3 separate regions of the Sus scrofa genome follow, and all the other regions are linked to region 2. The links are chromatin contacts, called in public Hi-C maps. All regions are on one chromosome and are shown on one strand. The core of a region is the stretch at or near the end of the contact, and the rest is flanking DNA. Distances in the headings are between cores, read along the strand shown. Region 1 holds the start of ARRB2 (beta-arrestin-2). Region 2 holds the start of BCL6B (B-cell CLL/lymphoma 6 member B protein). Region 3 holds the start of GLTPD2 (glycolipid transfer protein domain-containing protein 2).

Evidence for each region. A called contact is a pair of places that touch in the nucleus more often than the background predicts.
Region 1: a contact with region 2 is called in a Hi-C map of embryonic fibroblasts, with 1.8 times the contacts expected there. The contact joins the promoter of ARRB2 here to the promoter of BCL6B in region 2. A contact is called at or near these places in 3 of 5 promoter capture datasets (fetal liver, fetal skeletal muscle and liver), 6 of 47 Hi-C or Micro-C datasets (alveolar macrophages, embryonic fibroblasts, fetal heart ventricle and 3 more) and 1 of 2 datasets of contacts at active chromatin or transcription factors (alveolar macrophages).
Region 3: a Hi-C map of embryonic fibroblasts shows a contact between it and region 2, with 2.1 times the contacts expected there. The contact joins the promoter of GLTPD2 here to the promoter of BCL6B in region 2. A contact is called at or near these places in 1 of 47 Hi-C or Micro-C datasets (embryonic fibroblasts) and 1 of 2 datasets of contacts at active chromatin or transcription factors (alveolar macrophages).

The regions. Positions count from the first base shown.
Region 1 is chr12:52,168,956-52,173,377 of Sscrofa11.1, reverse strand. ARRB2 (beta-arrestin-2) reads left to right here and starts at 3,016. Exons shown (of 14, transcript XM_021067791.1): 1 at 3,016-3,145. The coding sequence starts at 3,123.
Region 2 is chr12:52,425,484-52,429,843 of Sscrofa11.1, reverse strand. BCL6B (B-cell CLL/lymphoma 6 member B protein) reads right to left here and starts at 2,439. Exons shown (of 9, transcript XM_003131927.6): 1 at 2,335-2,439; 2 at 1,595-1,785; 3 at 1,164-1,385; 4 at 680-1,054; 5 at 279-403. The coding sequence starts at 1,773.
Region 3 is chr12:52,104,468-52,108,478 of Sscrofa11.1, reverse strand. It overlaps GLTPD2 (glycolipid transfer protein domain-containing protein 2), which reads left to right and starts at 2,345. Exons shown (of 4, transcript XM_003131910.6): 1 at 2,345-2,545; 2 at 2,641-2,705; 3 at 2,969-3,135; 4 at 3,229-3,978. The coding sequence starts at 2,437. The coding sequence ends at 3,745.

The DNA of each region.
Region 1 (4,422 bases), core at 1,767-4,266, 260 kb after region 2:
GCGGCATATGGAGTTTCCCAGGCTAGGGATCGAATAGAAGCTACAGCTGCTGGCTTATGCCAGAGCCACAGCAATGCGGGATCCAAGCTGCGTCTACGACCTACACCACAACTCACAGCAATACCAGATCCTTAACCCACTGAGAGAGGTCAGGGATCAAACCCGCAACCTCATGGTTCCTAGTCGGATTAGTTAACCACTGAGCCACGGCGGGAACTCCTCTTAGTCTCTTTAAACTAAGGTATTGTGATCAAGGGTACAGATTCAGGAGCTAGACTGCTGGGTTCAAATGCCAGCTTTGCCTCTTGCTGGTTGTATGAACTTGCAAGTTACTTAACTCTGCCTCCATTTCTTTATCTATGAAATGGGGCTATCATAGAAACTTAACTTATAGGGTTGTTAAGATTAAATAAGTTAAATTTTTTTTTTTTGGTCTTTTATCTTTTTAGAGCCACACCCAGGGCATATGGAAGTTCCCAGGCTAGGGGTCGAATTGAAGCTACAGCTGCCGGCCTACACCACAGCCACAGCAATGCCAGATCCGAGCCTTGTCTGCAACCTACACCACAGCTCATGGCAATGCCAGATCCTTAACCCACTGAGCGAGGTCAGGGATTGAACCCGCAACCTCATGGTTCCTAGTGGGATTTGTATCTTCTGAGCCACAATGGGAACTCCGAGTTAATATTTTTTAAATTCTTGGGACAATGTTTGGCACATGGTAGATACTACCTGTAAAGTGTTACCTGTTATTTCAAGCCCTGGAGTTTGGTATCTTGGGAGCCTTTCCCTAACTTCCAAGATTAGAAATACTCTTCTATGCTTTCTCCTAATACTTTCCTAGTTTTATTCTGTGCATTTAGATCTTAAACCACTTACAATTTATTTGGGGAGTTCCTGTTGTGGCTCAGCGGATTAAGAACCCAACTAGTATCCTTGAGGATCCAGGTTCGATCCCTGGCCTCACTCAGTGGGTTAAGGATCTGGCGTTGCTGTGGCTGTGGTATAGGCTGGAGGTACTGCTCCTATTCCATCCCTAGCTTGGGAACTTCCATATGCCAGGGGTGCAGCCTTAAAAAAGACAAAAATGAAATAAAGAAACATATGAACTGAAGTTTCAAGGACATGAAGACTGAGCTTAGAAGATGGTGATGGAACCGGGAGTGGGGAAGTAGCAGTCGGTAAGGCCTGTATTTAAACCCTAAAGATGATCTCAGAAACTGTTTTGTTGTGCATATAACTTTGTTGCACAGAAAAGTGGAGGGAGAAGAGCGATGTTCGTTCATTTGGGGAAGATAGGGGAGTATGGGAAAAGAGATGGACAAAGGTGGATGTTTTAGCTCCTTACGTCCAAGGATGTCCATCATCCATCATTCTCCCCAAGTCTGCTCAATTTTGCCCTAGAAATGACTCTTCAGCCTGGCTCCCCCTTCTCCCTTCCACTCTGCTGTTCATCATCTCCCCTTGACTGGGTTTAGTCTACAGCAGTCTTGCCTCTCTGTCTCCAACCTCCACACCGCGCAGGATTATCTTCCTATAGGAGCAATCTTATACCACTCCTTGGCTTAAAAAAAAACAAAAAAACAAAAAAACAAAAAAACACAACAGGAGTTCCCGTCGTGGCGCAGTGGTTAACGAATCCGACTAGGAACCATGAGGTTGCGGTTTCGGTCCCTGCCCTTGCTCAGTGGGTTAACGATCCGGCATTGCCGTGAGCTGTGGTGTAGGTTGCAGACGCGGCTCGGATCCCGCGTTGCTGTGGCTCTGGCGTAGGCCGGTGGCTGCAGCTCCGATTCAACCCCTAGCCTGGGAACCTCCATATGCCGCAGGAGCGGCCCAAGAAATAGCAACAACAACAACAACAAAAAGACAAAAGACAAAAAAAAAAAAAAAAAAAAACAAAACCCACTACTGGATCGACCGCCCTCCTCCAGGAGAGGCGCCCCCCCATTGCCTGCTCTACAAAACCCTTCACACTCTGTTCCACTCATCCAACCCAGTCTTATCACCCCTGCCCTCTCACCCTACAAAAACCTCAAAACAGGATGTGCCTCGCCTTTCTCTCTCTTCAGAATACCCTTTCTCAATTTCCGCCCACCCTTCAGGAAGATTATCCTCAAATGCCCCCTCCTCTGGACAGCCTGCCCTCCCTCCATTCCTCCCCCAGGAAAGGGCTGAGAGTCGCTTTGTCTTCTGAGTCATATCTCTAGTAAAGCATTCCTGGGATCATAGTACCTGTTTATGTGTCTCCTCAACCATACGAGGAAGGCAGGGGCCATGTTAATTCATTTCTGGGTCCCCATCGCCTAGCTTAGTGATTAGCGCAAAATGGGCATAGATAGATGAAATAGATGCAAGCGTGCGTGAATGGATGTTCGCTTTGATGAATGGGTGGAAAAAGGTAGGAAAGTAGCCCTGCGAAGATCAAATACCGACACTAGGGGGAGCTGACACATCACGCTAAGGAAACAGGAGGGCGGGCCAAAGAAGGAAACAAGCTCTAGGGTGAGCGGGCGAGCGGCGCGCAATAAGCGAGCATCACGCAACTGGAACCTCTCGCCCACGTGTGGATCCCCTCATCCTCCCTGCCAGACTGCTAGAGCTCATCCACCGCCCCCACCACCCCCTTCGCCTCCGCCGTCGCTGAGAAAGCAAACAAAGGGGCGGGGACCCCTGCAGGGTCCGGAATGGATAAAGCCAATCAGAGGCTCTTATTTCCTGAAGGCGGGCGCCTTCGTTTGAGGGGACCCAATCAGTGCCTAAGCGGGCGCGGAGGGGTGGAGAGATGGGCGGGAAGAGCAGAGTGCAGGGACCGCGCGCGCCGGGGAGGGGGGGTCCCTCGGCCGGGGTGGAGATGGGGGGCGGAGGGCGGCTGGAGGAGCCAATCACAGCGAGTGCCTGTGAGGAGAGGGCGGGCAGTGCCGGGGCGCGCGCGATCCGGGCTGACGCATTTGGCCTAGGCTCCCCAGGATCCGACGGGGGGGGCGGGAAGGAGGGGAGAGGGGAGTGGAGAAAGAGCGGGGGCGCGCGTGCGCAGTGGCGCGGGGAGGAGCAGGGACCTGGCAGCGGGCTCTGAGGCTGCGAGCGAGCCGCGAACCGGGCGGGCGGCGGGCGCGCGCACCATGGGGGAGAAACCGGGGACCAGGTAAGAGAGGTGGGGCTACGCGGCGGGACGTGGGTGGCGGCTCCAGACGGGTACTGGGACGGTTCCCAGACAAGGACACCCGGGAGAAAATTCAGGGGCCGGACGCCTGGGTCCCTAGGGGGCAGCCATCCGGGGCCGCACGCCTAGGTCCTCGAGGATAATGAGGGCAACGCATGCCACAGACCCTGCAAGGGGATCTCTGAGGGGATCGGGAAACCCGTATCTGGGTTCTCGAAGGGATGTGGGGGCTGGACGACTGGCTTCTCCGATGCAGGCAGCGATGCAGGGGCGGAGGAAGGAGCAGGTGGCCGGCCCCAAGGGGACTGGTATGGGCAGGCTGGATGCCAGGAGGGGGATCCCCTTAGACTCGTGCTGAGCCACTGGAGAGCCTCCTGTCCACTACCCTCCAAGCAGTCGGGCTCCCCCAACCTGTCCCAAGGGCCGGGTGGCTCCGCTTACAAACTTCTGCCTTCCCCTGGGTTGCTAGGAGCAACAGCTTCATCTTGGGGCAGCAAAGTGCCTGGCGACCCTCCCCGATCTGAGCCTTACCCCTCTTCCTGGGGGTGAGGGGAGGCAGTGTCTGCCCTGGGCACGCCATCCACTCCCCGGATGTTTTCTGTGCAATCGAGGCTCCTTCCCTCCACTGACACCTCCAGTTCTCTTTTTTGGTCTCTAGCAAAATCCACTTCCTGTTGTGACCCAACACCCCCAAGGGGGCAGGGGGTGAATGCCTGAGTCCCTGGGGAGCAGGAGCAAAAGAGGAAAAAGATTGGGGCTCTTGGCTTCTATTCAGAGAGGAACAGGAATGGTGGCCTGGTTCTGAGCTGTCACTTATTCTGCAAAACACCCTATCAGCCCCACCAATAGAGTAGGAAAACATAGATCTCTGAGCACCAAGTCGACTGATCCTGGAGAGATGATCAGAGGGCCGATTGGCGTCCTGGATTAGGGGTTAAACACAGAGAAAGGGGAAGTTGCTGACTTGAGGGAGGCCCCAGATTTCCGTTATGTGGTTCAGGGAGGGGGAAGGATGGGACCAAAGGGGGACTGCTGACTTGGCACAATTCCTCCCACCCCCATCAAATTCTGGGCCACAGGAAATGGAGAGAATAGTAGGAAGTGTGAGGGGGCATCTGCTTCGGCTCCCCACCACCACCGGGGGGCATCTCTGGTCACCCACACTCTACCTTCTTGGTCAACCTCAGTGTACAAACGCTGTTCTTCCTCAGCGTGGCAGGAGGCTGGCTGGGTTCGGCTCCAAAGGTCAGGTGCCCTGC
Region 2 (4,360 bases), core at 1,190-3,689:
ATTGCCAAGCCGTGGGCTGACCACTCAGCCCTGGATGGGAATAGGCCCGGAGGCTCCCAACTTTGCCGCTCATTGGAAGCTTTAAAAAAATATGGATGCCTGCCTGCGGACATTCTGATCTACAGGGTGTGACCTGGGCAATGGGAGGTTTAAAAGCTCCCTAGGGATTCTAATTTGCAGGAATTGGAATAGGCCCTTCCTGAGGGCTTTTGGCCTAAACTGGCCTTGAGCAGCCACAGGCGAAAAGCCAAAAAGGAGGCAGAAGGAGAGGCTCTTACCTGGTAGTGGACGGGCCCGCCCAGAGGGTGGCCCAGTGGTCTCTGGAGCCCGGGGTGCGAGGAGAAGGGGGGTATTGACTGGAGCCCCACATTTGAACTGTCCAGTGGCAGCAGTGGGAGAGAGCCTAGGCAGACGTCACGGCCCAGAGAAAGGGGGAAGGAGAGATTATATGGTTGGGGGTTCTTCCCTGGGGAACTTGTTGCCTAAGGCCCACCCGCTGGATGTGAGAGTACTGACAATGAGCCATATCCAACTATGCTCCCAAAGTCCCCTCCCCCACCGAGAAAGCCTGGCCAACTCCCTAAGGGGAGCCAGTGTCTCTGAAGGCCACCCCCTCACTCCCTCTTCCCAACCACCGAGGCCAGCCTCTCCACGTTCTGGGGGTTTCCAGTCACTGCACCTGCTCTGGGGGCCAGGAATGGGTCCTTCTTCGCTGCCGCTGCTGCTGCTGCTGCTGCTGCTGCTGCTGCTGCTGGAAGCCTCATCTGCACTGGGGAGCTGAGCTTGGGAGCAAAGTTGACCAGAACTTCTCTCCCCGCCTAGGCTCCCTGCTTGGGAGGCCTGAGAGTTTAGCACGATGAACTTGTACTTTTTCCAGTTGCAGGCCTTGGGGTCTGGGCTGCCTGGACTGGGGGGCCCTTGACTGCAGCTGCGAGACTCAGTAGGTGGGTCTGGGTGTCCTTCGGAGCGCCTGGGACTGCCTGGAGGAGGGGCCGTTGGGGGCGTGGGGGGTTCTGCCTCCAGGGGTCGCAGGGAGATGCCCAGAGGTTCATAGCTGAGAAAAGAGTGATGGACATTAGTCCTGTTTCCTAATTTTGTCCTCTGCCCTAGACACCTAGGTTGCCACTTCATCCACGGGGAACGCCAAGGCGGGGCTCCCTCACCTGGCCTGGATGAAGCGGTGGCATGCCTGGACCACGTGTTCCATCTGCAAGTAGGTGGCAGCTGCCAGGACCGCTGGCGCCGTAGCCGGAGAGAGGCGTAGGCGCGAGGTGTACATGAAGTCCAGAAGAGGAGCGAAGCCTCCAGCTTCCGGACCCCCAGGCAGGGAGAGCATGTCTACCCCCACTCCTGCACGGCCTCGGAAAATTGAATAGAAGAAGCCACTGGAGAGAGGGCAGATGGGTCACATTAGGGGCTGGGGAACCGAGGGAGACCAGCGCACCAGTAGAAACCCGCCCCTACAGAGAGCCCCGCCCCCAAGCCCTAGACGCCCCGCCTCCTGCTTCTGGAAGGCTTGGCTTCGGGTTCCCTCGCCAAGTCCTCATGGCTCCGCCCCCTTCCCATTTGGGCCCAACCCAGCCACGCCTCGAACCTGCAGGCAATAAGAACCGCCTTGTGCGCTCGCAGGGGTTGCCCGCCAACCAGTAGCGTGACGTCAGTGAGGATCCCGCGCAGGCGCAGCTCATTCAGGTTGCCGAGCACGTCGGAGGAGTGGCGAGTGAACTCGCGGACGTAGCCCAGCGCTCCCTCCGGGGTAGCGGTGGAACCCATCGCGACGTAGGCCTGCGGGTGCCGAGGCAAGGGCTCAGGGATCCAGGCCGTCCTAAGACGCCTTCCCTTCCGCGGTTTGCCTCCTCCTCCTGAGGGGCAGCTAGAGCCAAGCCCCCGGCCCCGGCTCTCGCAGCCTCATTTAATTCGTCTTGTTCTCTCTGCCTTCAACCACAGCATCGCTCGCTTTCCTCCTCTAGATGCCACAGCGCTTGGAGCGAGTTGAAGGTTCCCACACCGCGGCGTCGATGGCAAGCGTGGGGAATCCGGCCCGCAGGGTCCTTAGTTAGACTCCCAGTGCCCTTCCGGCATCCCCATTTCCCCTCAGCCTCACTGCGCGCCTGGTCTCAGGTGTCCGATCCTGCTTGGAGACCCCAGACGACCTGCGGTCCACACCTCTCCAAATCCCAATCGAAGCTCCCTTCCCCGAAACACAAACTTCCACTCTCCAGTCCCGGATCCCTAGTTTAGCCCAGTTTCTGGGCCTCAGTCTTCTTTCCATCAACAAGCCCCAACCCTCTTAGGGGACCTAGGCGTCTGGCTCCCACAGTCTCAGGTTCTTACCCCCGTCCTGCAGGGGCTTCGGCTTCTCTTCTCAAGGGGGGCGGGGTCTCTCTCCCTCTTGGCTTCGGCTCCTTTATCTGGCCGGGATGTCGGGGGCGGGGGTGGAGGTGGGGTGAACGCCTGGGTCTGTATCCTTCCTTCCTCCCTCGCTCTCCAGATGGTGAACCCGGGGCGGGGTCCCCGGCTCCAGGGCGGGACCTCAGAAACGCTGGGTGGTCGTAACGTAAGGGGTCTTGGGCCTGAAGGTGGAACTGAGGATGGGACATTGGAGTTGGGGAGGAGGTTGGGGATATTGAGATTGGAAGTGTGCATAACCTGGGTCGTCGGGGGGCCCGGGCGGGACAGCGAAAACTGACGTGTTGCCTTTAGCAAGGAGCCTTTTAACAGGAGAGTGAATACTACACAACCCCCCTTCCAATGTACGGTATTACGGAGATAAAGGGGAGCCCTAAGAGGCACCAGGTTTGGGGAGCTGATGGGGGGCTCCTGCGGGCTCTCGGACAGCCGGAGGGTGTGGTGGAATGACAGCCTCCTCTGGCAGGGCCTGCAAAAAGGGGGGCTCTGACCGCGCTCGGTAGGGAGGGGGCGGATATGATTTCTAGTTCGTTTCCTTCCATTGTCCTGCGACCGGACGGCTCCGCCAGCTGCTTCCCCTCGAGGAGGTGGGGAAAGCCCCGGGTGGGGGCCGAGAGACGTTCAGGAGCCCTAGGGTCCGGACTTTCGCTCCCCACTCTCTTCTTACTCCTTTTAGGGATCCGGAGAGACAGACTCCCGCCCAAAGCCCGCTCGCCCTCCCCCAGTCCCAGCTCACTAGGGCCTCGGGCACCCGCCCGTCGGCTACGCTTGGAGGCTGGCGGGACGCCGGGGTCCAGCGCGGCAAGTAGGCAAAGCTCGGCAATGTTTGGCTCCTTCCACGAGGGGGCGGACGAGCACCAGCCTCGCCTCGCCCCGTCGTCTCCACCGGCTGGGGGGTCCACAGGATCGGTTAGGTCTGGGTGGCCGTAACCTTCGTTCTCCCCCCACTTTGCGCTGGTTTATTTTGTCCAAGGGAGTAAGGTTGGGCGGAGGGAGGGCGAGTTAGGCGACAGAGGGGACTTTCCTCTGCGGCTGTGGTTCCTACCTGGGGTGAGAAATCCGCGAGTGGGACAAGGAGCAGGGTCTGAGCGCTGGGAGCTTCTTTTCTTACTGAGCTGGATACTGTTATCTGTCTTTAGGGGTGACTTTTTAGGGAACATTCATATGAAAGTTGGATGCGGTGAACAGACAGAGGGAGGGTCTCAGGGTAAAAGAAGGGAGCCAGGGCAGGAGGGGCCGCTAAGCCCAGTTTGAGTCCCTGATCTGGGAGATAGGCCCGGGTCACAGCCTCATATTTTCTTTGCGGAGACAAGGTTTTGTTGGCGGAGCAAGGTTCATTTGGAGAAGGGGGGGGGGGTCAGAGCGGAGTCTGGCTGCAAAGCAGGGCTTGCGTTTGGGCTCAGAAGAGTCTCCAGTTACCCAGTGATGACTGCCCATTATCCATGGAGCTGCCTAACCTGGCCTGGGGCCCTCCCCTTCAGATTTGAGGGTGTCTTTATTTGGGTGCAGGAAAGAGCTGTTGAGAAACTGGGAATGGGGGACCACTCAGGATTCCGGATGGTGAGGTGGCTTTTGCAAATGGCCATTACCTTGGTCTCTGCCCAGTTGGAGGTGGGAGTTTGACTAGGGGCTCCCTTTGGTATCAGGATGGAGCTGCTTTTGTGTCATCTGGTTAATTTGTCAATTGCGGGGTGCATGTTTCTTATGGGATGTTGAATTAGTTTGATTGGTTTGGGCACCAGGGGGCCTGCGTTCGGGCTTGAGGGCCAGTAGTAAGTTTGAGGCATGGAGCTGACTTTGAAGCTATGTTAGTTCTGGGGATCCGGGCACCCACACTTTGGAGATGGTCATTTTGGACTATCAGGAGAACCTGCTAGGTGTTCTTTGGAGGTGGATGAGCGCTTTGTTTGGGGGGGGTGCATAGTCATTGGTGCGTGGGGACCGTCTGAGT
Region 3 (4,011 bases), core at 1,096-3,595, 320 kb after region 2:
ATTTAATCAATACAACAATTGTAGGAGGTGGGAATTATTCTTCCTATCCTGCAGATGAGGGAGCTGGGGCTGCAAAATGGCAAAGGACTTGCCTAAGTCACAGTTAACAAGCTGGGAAACATTCCAACTCTGGGAGATGGGGAACCCACGCTAGGGATGGAAGTGATGGTTCCAGAATCCCAGCAGACAAGGAACCTCCAGGACGTGAGGGACATCAAAGTGAGACAGGGCAAGAATCCATGACCTGTGGCAGCTGGGAAACATCTTGTGAATGACTGGAGCCCCAACTCCTTGAGATTCTGGGACACCCCTCCCCCTCAAAAGAAAATATACATTGAGGGAGTTCCCTTTGTGGCTCAGCGGTTAACGAGGATCCATAAGGATGCAGGTTCGATCCCTGGCCTCACTCAGAGAGTTAAGGATCCGGAGTTGCCATGAGCTGTGGTGTAGGTTGTAGACATGGCTCTGATCCTCTGTTGCTGTGGCTGTGAAGTAGGCAGGCAGCTGCAGCTCAGATTTGACCACTAGCCTGGAAACCTCCATATGCCACAAGTACAGGCCTAAAAAGAAATATATATATGCATTGACACAACATTGTAAGTCAACTATACTTTATTTTAAAACGTTTTAAAAAAAGAAAATGTACACAGGAGTTCCTGTTGTGGCTTAGTGGTAACAAACCCAACTAGTATCCAGAAGGAGGGCTCCATCCAGGAGGAGGGTTCCATATGCCACGGGTGTGGCCCTAAAAAAGACAAAAAAGAAAAGAAAAGAAAAGATAGAAAATGCACAGAGACAGGAAAATTCTAAGCTTGTGGACAGGGGGCTGAAAGCAGATGTTTCCTCTCTTGCTTCCTTATCCTTCCCCTGAATGTTTTTCCCGCTATGACCACCAGGTGGACTCCTGATCTGGGGGGAAAAAAAACCAAACTGGCTCAAATTTGCATGGAGAGTACCACCACTGATTTGCCTGCCCCTCATATAAGTTCCTTTGTTTATTCCATATATACTTATTTAGGAATAATGGGTTTTGGTCCAGGCAATATTCTAAGTGCTATAAATAGGGTAGCAAGAAGGGCCCCTTTTCGGGAGTTCCCATCATGGCACAGTGGTTAACAAATCCGACTAGGAACCATGAGGTTGCGGGTTCGGTCCCTGCCCTTACTCAGTGGGTTGACGATCCAGCGTTGCCGTGAGCTGTGGTGTAGGTTGCAGACGCGGCTCGGATCCCGCGTTGCTGTGGCTCTGGTGTAGGCCGGTGGCTGCAGCTCCGATTCAACCCCTAGCCTGGGAACCTCCATATGCCCCGGGAGCGGCCCAAGAGATAGCAAAAAGACAAAAAAAAAAAAAAAAAAAAAAAAAAGAAGGGCCCTTTTCTTCATCAGAGCTCACATTCCAGTAGGGCAGACTGATGGTAAATTTCCCAATGGACCTTGACCTCTGGGAAGGCACATTTGTCTTCTTGGAGCCTAGTACAAGGCCTGGCATGCGGAAGTAGTTAATAAAAATTGGTTTGATGAATGATTCAGGCATCAACCTGGAGGTTTAAAAAAAATTAAATCTCAAAGATGTAAAAGGAGACAGCCTAGGAGTTTCCATTGTGGCTCTATAGTAAGGAACCTGACTAGTATCCATGAGGACTTGGGTTCGATCCCTGGCCTCCCTCAGTGGGTTACAGATCTAGCAGTGCTGTGAGCTGTGGTGTAGGTCACAGACCCGGCTCTGATCTGGCCTTGCTGTGGCTGTGGTGTAGGCCGGTCTGGGAACTTCCATATGCCTCAGATGCAGCCCTAAAAAGACAAAAAAGAATTTTTTTTAATTAAAAAAAAAAAGGAGACAGCCTAAAGTATATGATTAAGACATCATGCATCCAGATCAAGTTAAGATTCCATGGGGATAGGATAGAGAACTTAGAAGTGGGTGTTCCGTGGATCCCAGGTGCCCCATGCTTGAACTTAATAGATAAGATTTATGGAGCAATTGTGGTAAGCTTTTCCATTTACAAGGTTTGCACGTATAATAGCATTTAATCCTCACATGAAGTTTGCAAAATAACCTATTATTACCTTCAATTTACTGTGGAGGGAATTCAAGCACAGAGTCAACCTAGGGCTCACACCATTGCTCATTGGGGGAACTGGTTCTGACTTCAGCCTCTCTTCACAATACCCAGGCTGCGTCTCACTACAACCTGGCCATTCAGGGAAGGGAAATGTAGAGACGTGTCACTGCTACTAAATACCCCAAATCCTCTTCATCCAGTCCCTCACCCCTCAGATGCTGCCCTTTGGGGCAAAGGGCACAGGGGAGGGGGCCTTACTAGATTAATTATTAACACTTTGCACCTCAGAGCACCACAGTCTTCTCTCCTCTCCTGAAGGCGGAGGGACAAGGACTAGCCAGGGGCTGGCAAGGGCAGTGGTCCCTGAAGCAGCCATGGGGGTCACCTCACTGTCTCGGCGGGTCCCTCGGTGCTGGAGGCGCAGTGCAATCCCTCTCATTATCTTCACGCTACTGCTTCTTTATCTCTGGGCTCAGAGCCTTCGTGAGTGGCCCCTTCCCTCACCTGCTCCAGGAGGAATCCGGGACTCCAGGCCCTCAGAACCTAAGGCCCTCACTGCTCTGTCTCACCTCCTCCAGGCGCCCTCTCAGGCTGCCGATCCGGGACCCAGTCCTGCATTGCCAAAGGACTGCCACCTTTCCAGGTACTCTCTGGGCAGGGCTGGGACTAGGAGTTCCAGGTAGGACCCTGAGCAGGGAAAGTGGACCAGGCCGAGGATCTGATGAAAGGTGGATCCTCCTTCTCTCCCGTCTCCAATTAGAAGCTGAGAGTTACAGCAGGAGGGACACTGGCTAGACCTTAGCAATAATTTCTTCAGAGCCCAAATGCGAGGCGTGGTGAACCCTGCAAGCTAGGGGCTCTGCACTCCCCCCCACCCCCACCCCCCACCTCATATCTAACCCCCAGGCCCAGCAACAGTCAGGATCCCTGGAGGGACTGGAACGGGAAGAGCCTCAGTGTCTGAGCCCCCACGGGATGCTGGGCCGCATAATGAGGCCGTTCCGCGCCAGTCTGAACCCCAAAGGGGATGTGGAGTTGTCGCAGTACCTGGCAGGGTGGAGAGAGCTAGTCAGGTGAGTGCTCGTTGTCTCCCTACCCCATCCAGACCCCGCCTCTTTTTGAACCATCGCCCTCTCTCAAACCTTCCCACCATCGAACACATACAGGTTCCTAACTCCCCTCGGCTCCATCTTCTCTTTCGCCACAAGCGAGGCCTTCGCCAAAGTGACAGTCCTCGAGGCTCTGGTGCACGGTCCAGAGGCCGCTCACTACACGTCGCTGGCGACCATGGTGGCGTGGGAGAGGCCCGGGGTAGCCCCTCGGCACTCGACCCGGAACCCGGGTTCACTAACCATGCTCTTGCTGCACCGTGCGCTACGTTGGTCCCAGCTCTGCCTCCACCGGGTGGCAACCGGGCCGCCCGGAGGCCCGGACGCCGGCGCCCAGTGCAGCGACGCCTACAGCACGGCCCTGGCCCCGCACCACCCCTGGCTGGTCCGTCAGGCCGCCCACCTCGCATTCCTCGCCTTCCCGGGTCGCGGCCGCTTGCTCGAGCTGGCGTGTCCGGGGGTCAAAGAGGCAGAGGCGCGGGCTGCGCTGGCCCAGGCCGCGGGCACTCTGGAGGACGTCTACAACCGTACCCAGGGCTTGTTGGCCGAGCGCCGCCTGCTCCAGCTGGCCTGATGCCTGCTGGCAGGACGAAGGAAGTGCCCTGGGGCTGGGTGGCAGCCGCTGGGTTGCGTCTGACCCTTCGCAAGGCCTCCTGGCGCCGGGGGCGGGGCCGCCATATACCCCGCCCCACGGTGACGTCATCGCCATGGAGGCCCACCCCGGTGGAAGTGGGGCTTTTAGCCTCTCTCTACGCAATCCCGGGGAGAGGGGAGGAGCTGTGGGTAATAAAAAAGTATTCTTTGGTAGCCGTCGATTTTTAGCGTGTTCTGTGTGATGAC